Linked DNA regions of Mus musculus: regions 2 and 3 are each linked to region 1. Evidence: chromatin contacts called from public promoter capture Hi-C data. All regions are on one chromosome and are shown on one strand. The core of a region is the stretch at or near the end of the contact, and the rest is flanking DNA. Distances in the headings are between cores, read along the strand shown. Region 1 holds the start of Garre1 (granule associated Rac and RHOG effector 1). Region 2 holds the start of Cep89 (centrosomal protein 89). Region 3 holds the start of Rgs9bp (regulator of G-protein signalling 9 binding protein).

What was found. Promoter capture Hi-C pulls out the DNA fragments that hold promoters and counts their contacts. Capture Hi-C pulls out chosen DNA fragments and counts their contacts.
Region 2: a promoter capture Hi-C map of liver shows a contact between it and region 1, with 2.1 times the contacts expected there. The contact joins the promoter of Cep89 here to the promoter of Garre1 in region 1. A contact is called at or near these places in 2 of 39 promoter capture datasets (hippocampal neurons and pre-B cells), 1 of 484 Hi-C or Micro-C datasets (CD4 T cells), 3 of 115 datasets of contacts at active chromatin or transcription factors (extraembryonic endoderm stem cells, large pre-B cells and pancreatic cancer cells) and 2 of 9 other capture datasets (adipose tissue and liver).
Region 3: a contact with region 1 is called in a promoter capture Hi-C map of neural stem cells. The contact joins the promoter of Rgs9bp here to the promoter of Garre1 in region 1. A contact is called at or near these places in 4 of 39 promoter capture datasets (liver, neural stem cells and pre-B cells) and 1 of 115 datasets of contacts at active chromatin or transcription factors (pancreatic cancer cells).

The regions. Positions count from the first base shown.
Region 1 is chr7:34,312,135-34,314,837 of GRCm38.p6, forward strand. It overlaps Garre1 (granule associated Rac and RHOG effector 1), which reads right to left and starts at 1,413. Exons shown (of 14, transcript NM_172741.3): 1 at 1,358-1,413.
Region 2 is chr7:35,395,432-35,398,335 of GRCm38.p6, forward strand. Cep89 (centrosomal protein 89) reads left to right here and starts at 1,632. Exons shown (of 19, transcript NM_028120.3): 1 at 1,632-1,775; 2 at 2,559-2,665. The coding sequence starts at 1,737. It overlaps Faap24 (Fanconi anemia core complex associated protein 24), which reads right to left and starts at 1,336. Exons shown (of 4, transcript NM_178643.5): 1 at 782-1,336. The coding sequence starts at 887.
Region 3 is chr7:35,584,148-35,586,993 of GRCm38.p6, forward strand. Rgs9bp (regulator of G-protein signalling 9 binding protein) reads right to left here and starts at 1,435. Exons shown (of 1, transcript NM_145840.3): 1 at 1-1,435. The coding sequence starts at 1,073. The coding sequence ends at 360. It overlaps Ankrd27 (ankyrin repeat domain 27 (VPS9 domain)), which reads left to right and starts at 2,100. Exons shown (of 29, transcript NM_145633.3): 1 at 2,100-2,222.

The sequences.
Region 1 (2,703 bases), core at 163-2,662:
TCGCAAGTAGTCTTTTACAAATACATTCTTAGAACTTTAAGCCTAAAATAAGATAATAAGACAACAATGGTTACCTGGATGACTATACTGCCACTTGGGAAATATGTCTTAAAAATAAAAACAAATACAAAGGCAAGGCCTCTTGGCCTGTGTCTTTAATTCTAGCACTTGAGAAACTGAAGCAGAGAGATCTCTGTGAGCTTAAGGCCAATCTGGTCTACACCGTGGGGGTCTGTTCAAAATAAGTATGAGTAAATAAACAAATTTTTTAAAAAAGGTTAAAAATGTTAAAGCAATTATGAGAAGCAAACACAGATGTAATTTTCTACAACAGTGCGTTTGAGGTTTCCAAGCATATCCACAAGGAGAAAAACGGAATGTTACCTTTGACCCCCATTTGTAAATTTAGCCGAAGACAATAATCAAATAAATCCTTTTTGCCACAAGTGTTTTTTCTTGTGACAGGGACAATCAAATATTCATTAGAGTTTGGATAAATTATGGTACTCGATGTTCTACTACAAAACCTCTAAGAGTGACAGTATATATATCTGCACTTACTGATGTCACCAAAATGTTAGGAGCGGTTGTCACCGAGTCGCCGTGGTCATTTTCCCTCCTGACACTTTGTATACAGTGGCGAGTGTTTTTTACAAGGACAGAAGAATGAATCGCTTTCATAATGGCAACGGGTGGGGAAGGGCAAGGACAATCTATTTTCAAACTGGGGGCTCCCCAGGCTGATCGTTTCCCAGGCAATTTTGGTTAAAGTATAAACAAAATTCTTATCATGCCAAACAGGCATGCTCTTTTTCCCCTGCTCCACGAGGAGCAGGAAGACACACCCCTGACCCCGGCGCTCGCCCGACGGGTGTGGGTCCTTCCTCAGTCCTAGCCCAGCCTCGGCCCTCCTCTGACCCCCGCCGCGCCCACGGGCTCAGAGGGAGCCAGGAAGGGGCGCGCGGCCGGCCGGGGAGCCGCGGGGCGGCCTGAGGGCAGCGGCGCCCGCCTGTGCCCGTGGACCCAGGTCGCCCACAGGCCGCCAGCCCCGGGCGCACGGCGCCCCGAGCTTCCGGGAGCGGATCCCCCGCGGCGGCCCAAGGCAGCCGCGTCCTTCAGCGCCAACGCGCCCCTCAGGGTCTCGTCCCGGGCGCGCGCCGAGAGGCCCCTCCGGGCTTCCGTCCGCCCGGCCAGCGCCCGCCGAGCCCGGCGTCCTCCACAGCAGGCGGGCGAGGGACGGCGCCGAGGGAAGCGGCACCCCGCGAGCTCGCCTCGATGCCAGTCGCCCTTGCGACCCGCCGCCCGCTACCCCTAGCCAGTCCCCGCCGACCCGAGCCCGCTGGCGACCGTACCTCACCTGCGAAGCGCCCCGGCTCCGGCGCACCGCCCGGACCGGCTGTGTACACCGGAAGTGACGTCGGCGGGCGGCCCCGCCCCCGCCCCAGGCGGTCGCTGCGGTTTCCCCGGCCGGAGCCCACCCTCCCCTCGTGCTGGATGGGCGGCGGCGAAGCTCTGCGTTCCCTCCCTGTTTCCAGACCTAGTCGGAACCCTGCTGAGGGGCTCGGTTGCGTCCTCGCGTATTTATCATTGAAATTAATGATAGAACCATTGATCGCTAGACATCACACCTGACAGACGATGTAGGAGCGGGATAGTACTAGCACCCTCAGGGATTGCTTCGTGAGCGGTGCCAACAGAATACTACTGTCACAAATCACTGTAATGATGTAGTGCCATTTGTGGCAGATGGTAGGAGGGGAAAGTAGAAGAGAGAAGGAGAGAGTACCCCGACCCAATGGAAGTGGATGTCCAGATAATTACCCTCCGGGTTAGATCAAGAGCTAAGATCCCTAAAAGAAAAAGGAAAAAAAAAAAAAAAAAAAAGGAATTTTAAAACAAAACCTGAGGAGGACTACATGACAGCACACAGCAAAACACAAATAGGCGAAAGGGACCCGAGATCGTAGCTCGGAGATAGAGTACTACTCAACTTGTCAGGGGCACATATTACAGCCCCAGGGTTTTGCAATGAGAGTTTGGGAGGTTAAGACACATGTTTTAGGCTGGGAGTGGTGGTGCATACCTTTAAGTCCCAGTCACTCAGAAGACAGAAGCAGGCAGATTTCTATGAATTTGAACCCTGCCTGGTCTACATAGCAAATCCAGGGCTAGCCAAGGCTACATAGAACCTGTCTCAAAAAAAAAAAAAAAAAAAAAAACCACACACACACAAAAGGTGAATAATTATCAAATGTTTCATTGTCAGAAAACTAGAGAAGATAGGATTTATCTAAGAACATTCCAAACTCCCTGTTTTAAACAAGGGCTTATTTGGCAGTACTTGGGAAGCTGTCAGGATTGCCCAGACTCGAGGTCTGAAACCCGGAGGCAGGAATGGTTGTATCAGGCTGAAATCCAGTTTAGTGGTAAAGCACTTACTTAGCACAGGACAGGCATTGGGTTCACCCTCAGCATTAGGGGAAAGTATGGATGTAGATTTTGATGCAGTATTTGAAAACAACAAAATCTTTCAGGACTGGGTTGTGCTTGGCCCCAGATCCTAGGGTGCTAGAGACTCAGTGATCATTAAAGGTCCACCCAGGTCAGGGGCTACAAAGTTGACGTTCTCACAGTGATAAAGATGAAAGACATAAACACTTAGAGGAGTAACTGAAATGAAGGCAAATTTATTACAGAGAAATA
Region 2 (2,904 bases), core at 382-2,881, 1.1 Mb after region 1:
ACAATTGAAATGTACTTTTTGTGCGAAGATTCATTTTTTTAAATGTGTGTATATGTGTGTATGTGTGTGTTCGTGCATGAAGGTACCCTGAGAAGCCATGAGAGGGCATCAAATCTTCTGGAATTGGAATTACAGGCAGTAATGAACAGCTCAGTGAAAACAGATGGGGATCTAGCCATCTCTAGCCCCCACCCCGCTTTTTGTTGGTTTGAGACAGGGTTTCTCTGTGTAGCCCTGGTTGTTCTAGAACTCACTCTGTAGATGAGGCTGGCCTTGAACTCAGAGATCCTTCGGTCTCTGCCTCCCAAGTGCTGGGATTAAAGGTGTGACCCACCACCACCTGTCCTAAACCTCCTTTTTAATAAAATAAAACCCAAAGATTTATATGTAGGTTTTGCTCGCATATGTCTGTGCACATGTGCAAGCCTAGTGCCCCCAAAGGCCAGAAGAGGGAGGAGTCTGACTCCTTGAGCCACCATGTGGGTGCTAGGAATTAAACCACGATCCTCTGTAAGATAAGCCAGTCCTCGTAACCACGGAGCTCTCTCTCCAGTCCCCTTTCATTTTAGTCTATGTAACTATTTTGAGACAAGTTCTCATAGCCCAAGCTGGCCTTGAACTTGCTATGTAGCCCCAGGCTGGTCTCTAACGCAATGATTCTCCTACTTCAGTCTCAGGAGTGCTGGGATTGCAAAGGAACATCACCATACCCAGCATTTCTCTCACTCTCTCTTTTAACGTGCTGGGAAGAAAGGGGTATGACAGAAGACAGCTCACTGACCTTGCATCTCCTGAGCCAGTTGGGACCCGCGCCATTTTTCACTAGCCACAATATGTCCTAGTGGCACGTGGACCGGACCGGTCCCATCAGGCGGGTTCCTTTCCATCCGTGGTTTTGGTCTAAATGAGGAAAATGCAAGGTCTCACTAGAGCAGGCGCTGTTGCACACAGTTCTACACGAAGTCGGGACCTCTTTGACAGGATCTGTAGAGTGGATTTTCAGGCACTGAGCTACTTCAACCGAAGTCTGAATTCAAGAGATTATTTATTTTCAAAATAAGACTGGGTCTTCTTATCACGCTTGGCTCTGTACTGATAGTTGACTCCAGCTGGACTTGAACTCAGCAGCCCAAGTGCTAAAATGACAGCCGGGCGCCACTACCCCGAGCTAAACCCGGGAGATTTCTGTTTGAGTGACTCCGTCCCTCTTTGTAAGCACCTCCCTTAGCTCTGGTGTCCTAACAGGACGCTTACGGTGGCTCTTCCATTCGGTCCCTGTCCTTCTATTCGGTTCCTGTCCAGGGCTACAAAGGCAGGGAAGCTCACTGCGCCGGGGTCTAGAATCTCCGTGGACCTCACCTGAGGCCCTGCCACTTCCGGGTTCCCACAGCCCGGGAGCCCTCTTTAAAATTCTGACCGCCCTGGCCAGCGTTTTATTGGGTGATAGGTAAAAGATGGGCGTCTACTATAGCCAATAATCGAACGGAAGTCTCAGCTTGCTTCCTCTCTGGCTGGAATTTGAATGACGCCTTGCTGGGTTGTCAAGAGCAACGGGTGGCAGTAAAATTGACTCTGATAGGCTGAGACTCAAAACAGAGCCAATGTGAGACATGCTTGTTGTAAAGTCGGGGGTCCGCGGGAGCTAGGCTGTGGGGAGCTGTGCAGGCTGCGGGGTCTACCTTCCAGCTAGTCCAGCGCCTGGCGGCTCAACCCGCAGCCCTCAGCTCTCAGCCAGGATGCTCCTCAGCTTCCGCAGGAACCGCCGGAGCCAGTTCGTGAGTAGTTCCAGGCCTTCGAGTGCGGTTAAAAAAAAAAAAGATTTATTTATATGAGTGATCTATCTGCATGTATGCCTGCATAGCAAGAGAAGGTGTCAGATCCCATTACAGATGGTTGTGAGACAACATGTGGTTGCTGGCAATTGAACTCAGGACCTCTGGAAGAGCAGACCATGCTCTTAACCACTGAGCCATCTCTCCTGCCTTCATGTGCAGGTTTTAAAGACTGAGATAGGAGCGAGGCGGGATCGCTATCAGGGAGCATTAAATTCCAGAAACCCAGACTAAATGTTCCAAAGAACCCTTCATGTCCAGAGCCTGCCACAGACAGGAATCTTGGCCTCCCTGTCAGGATTCTCCTCTTAGCCGGGAGTTCACTCCTGTCTTGGAGAAAACTTCCCCCATGAGTTGATTCCTTTCCTATTTAGGGTATATTAGCCCAGCTCACTTAGTTAATCCTCTCTGGAAAAGCCCTCCCACAGACACCCAAAGGTGTGCTTCATTACACGGTAGGTATAGATTAGCCCAGTTCAGTTGACAATTGAAATCGGTCAGGAAAGCTGCCGTGAGCAGGGAGGTGTGAATGAATCGGATAGCCATGATGGTGTGCCCCAGTGAGTGCCCTTGCCTCACCAATGGGGATTGGGAACAGCGGCAGGTGTGTGTGTAAAGACTCTTGTGGGGCCGGATCCCTAGAGTGACCTCAGTTTGGGAGGTGATGGTGGCCCAGGAGCAAGGTGATCTTCTCCCGGTGACCTGCCTTGGGTTTCATTTGTGCAGAACCACATCATCCATGGCTTCCTCCCCGCAGCCAGCATCGCTCCGAAGCCAGCGGTGCCACGCACACCCCCTCCTCGGAGCCCCAACCCTTCTCCAGAGAGGCCCAGGTAAGTCCCAAGATGAGCAGCACCGAGGGTCACGCCCGTGCTTGACCATCAAGTCCTGAATCCTGGAACTGATCACACTAGCCAAAAGGCCACAAGTAGAGGGCTAGACTATTACGCTCTGTGGTTACCTCTGCTCAGAGATGCACTAATATGGCTTCTCTGAGCATCAGTGGACTTGTCTGGGGTGTGGTACCTTCAATGGAAGATCTCAGATTTCAGGATTGGGTACAGTTGGTGCC
Region 3 (2,846 bases), core at 185-2,684, 1.3 Mb after region 1:
AATTGTCTCGTCTAAAACAGAATGAGTGCTACCAACCAGCGTGAGGGCACCAAACTTGGGACATACGTCTTAACCCATCAAACTCAGAGGGACCTGGGGTCACTGTGGACCGATTTCTATTAATAGGAGGTAAAGCTCCTACAGACATTAGAGGTAATGGCCTGGCCGCCCTGTGCTGTTAACTCCTCTTGGGCCAGCATGTTAAAAAACAAAACACGTTTTGCCCAGGCAGAGGTGGGCTTTGAAAGGATCATGTTCATATGCACACATTCAGGCTCACTACCTCTCTCCTTAACGGTTCAAACCCGAAGCCCATGCCCTGGAAAGAAAAGGGGCAGCGGACGACCGTTGGATATCAGTCAGCTCAGCTTTGCCACACATAAGGCGAGGGCCACAGCCACCAACAGCACGGCGCTGAAAACGGTGGCAGCCAGGGCCTTGCTGGGGTCGCAGGGGCCCGCGCGCTCCTCTACCGAAATGCCACCGGCTGAGGACGCGCCGGCACTGGCACCGGACAGGAGTTCGGCGCCTGCCGCTTGTCGCGCCTGTACAGTCCAGCGGGGCACGTTGACTTTCATTTCCATGTCGTCAATCATCTCGCCCACCTGGAGGACTTCGCGCTCCAACTGGGGCAGATCGGCGACATCGAAGTCGCTCTCCGCTTCGTGCCGCAGGCTGCGGGCGCTCAGGGCGCGCGCAGCTACAGCAGAGGAGCCGCCCGTCACCCCAGTGCGAACAAGTGGCCGGCGCGGCGCGTGCAGCGGGAAGGTGGCTCCCAGCGCTAGTGCGCGCTGCATGTCGGCTTCGAGCAGGTCCAGGCAGCCTGAAAAGGCCACCCAGAGCCGCTCAAACTCCGCGCGCTCCTCGGTAGCTAAGCTCCGGTCCCGGAGCGCGACGGTCAACCGGGCGCCGGTGGCCACGGCCAGCTCCCGCGCCTTCTGGCGGGTCTTCTGCAGCTCTTCGCGTAGGTCCTGAGTGTCCGCGGAGCCGCCCACAGTAAGCACTAAGTGATGGTAGCACGCTGTGGTCTTGTTGAGCGCGTCCAGCAGCGCCTTGCACTCCTCTCTGGCCATGGCGCTGCCCTCCGGCGGTACCCTACTTGCAACCTTCAACGTCGTAGGTCGCCTCCAGCCCTGATGCCAGCCTTGAGCAGGGCGGACTGAAAGCTCCTCATGTCCTCGCCGCTGTTCTCAACAGAGCTCTCCAGGGACCCTTGAGGTGCGCCTCCGGCGTCCCCACGGCTGGGGTAGTCTGGTTAGCTTCTCCCCATCCGCTCCTCCATTTCCCCCAGACGCGCTCCGGGTCACGCGTAGTGTCTTTGCACCACTTTCTTTTTCACGGCGGCTCCCTGAGAAGCCCAGAGTGAAGACCCCATCCTTGATCGACCCCAAGTCTCCAAGACGAGCCGCGCGCCTTAGCCCCGGCCAAGGGCAGCAGGATCCAGTTTCCTAGGACACGCCTCCAGCCACCAGTCCAGGCCCGGGGCTTCCTCCGCCCGCCCCCCCCGCCCCCTCCCCGCCCCCGGGCCAGGGGTAGGCGGGGCCCAGCCCAGGTAGATCAAGTGTGGCTTTCCCTCTTCTCCCTACCATGATAATTCTGGAACCTTAGCGCCCTACAAATTCAAGGTTTTTTTTTTTCCTACTTTGCAGACGAGGAAAAGTGAGACTCGGTAGAAAGAATGCTTAGCTTATCGCAGCCCATGCTAGTGAAGGGAAAGGACCAAGGGACTAGACCCTGTAGGCAACAGAGTAGGGTGGCTCGGAAGTCTGGGCACCTCCAGTTTGCATCACCAGTAGCACGGGCGATCGACCGGGTAGGATTGTTACTTAGTTGGAGCTCTCTTCTTCATCACAGTCTAACCCCATTTCAGGGGCCCAGCTTGGACCCCACCCCTAATATCAGATCTTCCTTAGGTCCCGCCTCTCGAATTCTGGGCACGCGCACTCCCTGGTTCTGGGCGGGGCTAGCTTGAGTAGGAAGCGCGGAGTCGCCTGGGCCCCACCTCCGACTGAACTAGACTTAATGATTGCTCTGTTTACGTGTCAGTCTCGACTAAAACGACCTCTTATTGGACAGACTGGAGCAGGGTTCCGCCCAACGGCGGAGTAAAGAGGTAGGCTGAAGAGTGGAGCCACCGCACCCGGGTGGTGGGCACTCAGGTCCCAGCCCAGGGTCCGGGAGGTGCTGTCGTAGCACAGAGGTGAAACTATGTAGCCTCTTAAGTAAGTGTCTTCTGCGGGTATCCTCCAGCGCCTCCCTACTCTGGGGAACGCCGAGGTCGGGCGGGGCCTGGGAGAGGAAGGGGGAGGGGTTCCCTGCACTGAAGGGGAGCCCCAGGCTGGGCTGATGGGCCCCAGGGGCCCGGACCCGTGGCGGGCTGAGCCTCCCAGCTCTCCCGTTCCTCTGCGGTCCGCATCGCGGCGCGCACGTTGTCCACTAGGTCCAGAGGGATGCCTAGGCGGCGCGGAGAATGCATCTGTTCCTGTGGCACCACGGCAGGCCTGGGTCCCCCGGAGCTGGGACTTGGGGCAGTGGGCAGAGCTGTCGCTCCCAGGCCATGTGGCCTGGGAGGTTTTCCGGTGACCAAACTGAGGGAGGAGGCTGTGTGTTCAGATCCTGGTCTAGGCCAGCTGATTGAGTTTCCGCCGGGGCTGAAAGTGGAAAGGGTATCCCTGCCTGCTTTACACGTGGCGAGGTCCTCTCGTCCTGTATGTAGAGAAGACTTATGGAAAACTCAGGTACCCAGAGACGTACAACCACACAGAGTGTGTTCGGTTTCTTGGTTGAAAACGGACTGCCCAGATGCGCGCGCGCCAGGCGGTGCCCCTCCAGCCTCTCCTCCAGCT